Regions from separate parts of the Mus musculus genome. Here region 2 is linked to region 1. The links are chromatin contacts, called in public Hi-C maps. All regions are on one chromosome and are shown on one strand. The core of a region is the stretch at or near the end of the contact, and the rest is flanking DNA. Distances in the headings are between cores, read along the strand shown.

Region 1 (2,529 bases), core at 21-2,520:
ACTGGTTTTAACAGCACAGCATTAACGGTTGTCCTTGCTCTTCCTACCTGCACTGGACATCAGGAAAGTAACTGTCTTAGCAGCTGGGAAGGATGGAGAAGTCTATGCTCAGGGTAGCATTTACTTTCTTTGATGGAGGACCTCTTCCTCTAGGGCCATAAGGAAGGCTTGGCCATGACCCGCCACAGGGGGGAGCCCAAGAGACTGAGGCTAAGGATAGCAGAAGCTGGAGCAGGACAGAGACCTGCTGAGAACAGGTCATCTGTGTTCTAGGTGAGCGAGGGTAACCCTTGAAAGTCTAGTCTGTACCACTGAGGCCATAGAGGCAAGAGTGGGTAAAGGTGGTGATACACCTTGGAAAGCTGTGCAACCAGGCCTGGAGGATGAACTCAGCTTTCCCAGCTCATCTGCAAGCTATCCTGAGCAGAGCGGGGAGGAAGCAGGGGACTTGATGAAGCCCCTTGAAATAGCAATCTATCCCCATGGACACCCTAAATTCACTCATGAGGGGGAAGCAAGATTGCATTCCACTCAGAGCTGCTTCTTAATACTGATGAGTTGTAAGATGAGCATTAGCACAACATAAAAATTATGATCATGATAACAACAATAATAAAAAGGGTTTAAATTTGTACAGCACGTTATAGTTTGCAAAAATGCTTTCCCATTCATTAGCTTGTATGTGCATCATAATAGCCCCATGAGAAAGACAAGATGATGGCTGCTAGCCATTTTATGGGTGAAGAAAGGACTCAGAGGGCTCAGGGATAAAGTGACTGGTTAACAGCTGGTGGGAGGTGAGATCTTTACCCCAAGCTCGAGGCTCTTTGCCAAGCCTTCAGAGAAAGGCTTGGGCAGCCTTGCTCATTGCTCTGAGGTTATCACCAAAAGACAGAGTGGGAACCATCGGTGAAGGAAGCTCAAACTCAGAGTGACTTCTCCTAAGCCTCCCACTGTGTGATTTGGCTCATTGGATTTGAAACGCATCGCTGGATACCTCTACCACCACTGGTCAGAAATAAGCCAAGTCGGTAGCAGGGGTTCCAGAATTCAAGCTCCTCTGTTAGTAAATATTTGGGGAACCACACTGATAACTCCTTCAAAGACAAGTGTGCAATTCAACGTTCAGGAGCAAAGGAACAGGAAAGTGGAAGACCCCAAAGCTGCAAGACATCCAGAGAGGAACAACAGAGACACAAAAGAGGGATCGAGGAGAATAAGAAATCTGGTTAAGAAAGGGCAAGAAGGGGGAGCTAGAGGGATGGCTCAGAGGTTAAGATTGCTTGTTGCTCTCGCAGAGAACCTGGGTTCATTTCCTGGCATCCTCATGGTGGTTCACACGTATCCTTAACTCCTCTTTCAGGAGATCTGACTCCCTCTTCTGACCTTTGTGGGCACCAGGCACATAGGAACTCATACACATAAATAAATCTTTAAAAGAAAATGTAAAGAAAGGGCAGGAAGGATGACCATTAAAGAGGAGTGAAAAGGAAAAAAGAGGGGGAGAGATTAGTTTGAGAACAAAAGAAATCGGCACAGCCTTGGAGAAAAAGAAAGGGGGGTGGGAAGTTGCCTGGCTTTGAGTAACAAGGAAAGCATGTGTTTTAAAGAGGCGATTAAATATCTTATTCTCTTGTCCCTAAATGTAAATGTTTCTGTCTCCTTGGGAGTTAATCAGGCTTAAAGCAATTCTAAGCCTTAAGGGCTTGGCTTAACCGCAACAAAGAATGTGTCCAGCATGCTGACCTCTGTCGGGCCAGTATGTAAAGGCAGCAGAGAAAAGAGATTAAGGAGCTGCCCTCACACCGGCGGTGCAGCCACTCCTATCAAGGCATCTCCAGCCCCTACCCCCACCTCCACCACCCACTCCCCTGTCCCCAGCGGGCAGAAAGCTGACCCACAAACGCAGCTGTGAGTCAGGAGCCTTTTAAGCACGCTTCCACACCCTCTGCCCCTCTAACAGCTACCAGAGGAGACGGAAGGCTGAGAGAATCCCCATTGGCTGAGAGAGTGGTAGGCGGGGCATAACCCTCAGGGGTGGAGTCTCTGGCAACTGCTTGGCCTTCCGGGCCTGTGGTAGTGAGTATTATAGGAACTTCTCTAATCACAGATCCTGCTGTTTCTTCTGTTTGCTATTTATTGTATTTGTGGTTTTATTAAAATCCTGCTACATAATATATTGTTGTGATTTTTCTAGCTTAAAACAATTTGCAAGTCAGGAAATTGGAAAGAGCAGCGAAATGGCTGGTCTCTGCTTCTCAAAGTTTAGGTCTTCATACCTAAAAAAAACCAAAGTATGAAAACAGCTAGGAACTTCTTCACTCACATATCTGTGCAGCACATATGAACTATTGGCTGGAGTAAGGCACTAGAGGCTCTTTCTGTGGCATAGACTCCCTCATCTAACCATTGGCATCCTACAAACACAGCCAAATTCAAGGAAAAGAAGAACCAACACCCAGATCTTGATAGAGCTGGGGGTGAGGTAGAGGTAGTTTCCAATAGAACATGCCAGGAAGATGAACAGCT
Region 2 (2,529 bases), core at 20-2,519, 520 kb after region 1:
GGCTCAGATCCACATCATTCTAGGGTGGGGTGTTCTTCTAGCTAGGTGTCAGGGTGATATTTATCACATTTGAGAGTTTTTGGTTTTGTTTTGTTTGTTTGTTTGTTTGTTTGTTTGAGGACCCACAGTGGCCCATGAACAGAATTTCATCTTCTGAAGGATTCTTGCACTAGACTCAGAGACCTGAAGTCATTGTCAAAAATACACATACCCAAAAGAAAAATAACTCTTAGCTCTGTGTAAAAGAAAGGACAAGTGTCTCAAAGCACATATCTATGAATGCTAAGATCAACCTGAAAGCCACTGCCCTCATTATATGACAGCTGACTAGTTGCAGGGAAAGATATTTGTTGGAGCCACACATAGGTTTTAAATAAAGTAATGTCATCAAAGCAGCTTCCAGAAGTTTGATCAATTAGTTTCTTTCTCATTTAAGAATCTTAACTATCATTTCACCATATTAAAACTATACGATGTATACCTATAATAAATGTGTTCATCGTATCAATATGAAAAAGTAGGCAGAGTATAGAAATTAACTGATGTCACAAGCTTTGTGTTTGTTTATTTTAAATATTAATGTTGTTTGCTTTTGAAATTTTTGTTTGTGTGTATATGTGAGTATCTTTGTGTATGTGCACATGTGTATGCAGGTATGGAGGCTAGAAGACACTGTCAGAGTTGGAGGTATTTGTGAACTGCCAAATTTGGGTGCTGGGATTTGAACTCTGGTCCTCATGGTTAAGCAGTAGGAGATTAAACAGGATACTAGATTCTCACATCATAGGCAGTCCTAGAACTTCCTTCCTGGGCATTGCCAGCTCAGCGGGCTCTTCTCTAGTTCTGGAAGCAAATCCCTCTCTATAAGGCTCTCCTCATAAAATTGAAATCCACTCAGGACAGAGGCTCATAGCTGTTCCACTTTGTCTAAGTTTAATCCTGTGAGCAGCCCACAAATGTACTTGTGTTCCCCAGTTCATAATCAAAATTTAATTAGAAGAACCTTTGCTGGTAAAATAGATGGCAGAGAAGCCTTTGTTTTCAATGTTTGGTGGCTTTTTAAAAAGCACTTTTTTTGTACCCAAATGACAAAGTCTGGGGGTAGTGAACTTTTGACATAAGGAAAATAAATCCTTCAAAAGAAAATCTACGGCCACTTGAGGCTTGGCCTCGCCCCAGCAGGAATTTAGGAACAGTTATAACTGGACCCCCCTTACCAGCTCCCTCATGGGTCCAAATCCTTGGCTTAATGCTTGCATTTCCATAATAAAAGCCACCATCTCTCATTTCATCACTAACTTCCCAGGAACCCTTTAAAGACCCAGGCAGCGCCATTGTAGGAGGATTTCCCTGGGTCCTTCTCTGCCCTCCCTCTTGTCCCCTCTGAACCTGTGGGTTTTTCCAAGGGAGAGATTAAAGCAGTAGCAAGGAGCTGTTTAATTAAACTCTCCCCCTCCCGTCTCCAAAGTTGCTGGAGACTTTTTTTTTTTTTTGACTTCTCCTTGGCAATGCCTAATCACTGTAATTTAGCAGATTCTGTAATTACTCACCACACACGGAAGCAGTTTGATGGCTGTTTCTTTGTCCTGCCTATTCCAACCTCAACTGACAGCTGAGTTCACCCTGTGAATGTCTAAAACAGCCTGGTGGGAGGCAGTGAGGTGCAAATTCGCCAGTGAGCTTTGAAAGAGTCTGGGTTATAAGTAAAAGGGCTAAAGGCATGGACTAGCCCTTTGTGCAGATCCTAGGAGGGTGGTTAGTACTTGCTGAATTTTTGTATCTGTACATTTAGAATAAAAGTCTACTTGCAGGACAGTTGAGAGCAAAGGGGAAGAAACGTGGCCCTGGCTGTGGGGCACCCAGGGCCCACTCCACCATGTTCTTGCCTGAACCTGAGACCTACAGCGAAGGAAGCCCACTCCAGCCTCAGATGCTCAGTCTCCATTGTACACCTGAGCAAAGAGGGACCAGACGGGCTCTGACAATTGCTTGGGGATCCAGTTCTATGTCAAGACCGACTCTTGCTAGGATTCTGTCCTGTGCAGAAGGCCTCTCCTTAGCCCCTACCTAGTTATGACATAATTATAGGCTAGACTTAATACCATTAATTGTGAAGGAAAGGATATTCGAAAAGTTATGCAATATATGCAGTCACACAGCCAGGAAATGGGAAACGTGATCTTTCATACATGGACGTGATTGCAAAGCTACATTTGTAACCTCCACACTTGTGGCTTCTAAAATATAGTTCTTTTCTGGTTTTCTTTCTATTGTACTTTTAAAAACAAATAGGTTGTTTTTGTATAGTATATTCTGATGATGGTTTTCCCTCCCTCAGCTCTTCCCAGATCCTCTGCACTTCACCTATCCAAGGCCACACCCTTTCTTTCTCTTTCTCATTAGAATACAAACGGGCATCTAAAAAATAAGATAAAATAAAAACAAACAAACCAGAATAGGACAAACACAATAAACAAACAGACAACAGAAATGAGACAAAGAAAAAGCACAAGAAACACACCCGGATAC

Evidence for each region. Hi-C and Micro-C count contacts between places; a contact is called where the count stands out from the background.
Region 2: a contact with region 1 is called in a Hi-C map of the N1E-115 cell line, with 7 times the contacts expected there. The contact joins two enhancer-like sites. A contact is called at or near these places in 1 of 484 Hi-C or Micro-C datasets (the N1E-115 cell line), 1 of 115 datasets of contacts at active chromatin or transcription factors (astrocytes) and 1 of 9 other capture datasets (embryonic stem cells).

What each region holds. Positions count from the first base shown.
Region 1 is chr7:96,151,276-96,153,804 of GRCm38.p6, forward strand. No RefSeq gene overlaps it. Among named protein-coding and RNA genes, the nearest start is that of Tenm4, 19 kb to the right of the region's middle. Within about 2 kb of position 1,271, at least 151 of the 459 cell types and tissues checked have an H3K27ac peak or open chromatin away from gene starts, as enhancers often do. A contact at or near this core is called in the N1E-115 cell line, where this site is marked.
Region 2 is chr7:96,671,187-96,673,715 of GRCm38.p6, forward strand. The region is part of intron 7 of Tenm4 (teneurin transmembrane protein 4); the gene reads left to right. Among named protein-coding and RNA genes, the nearest start is that of Gm15413, 130 kb to the right of the region's middle. Within about 2 kb of position 1,270, at least 30 of the 459 cell types and tissues checked have an H3K27ac peak or open chromatin away from gene starts, as enhancers often do. A contact at or near this core is called in the N1E-115 cell line, where this site is marked.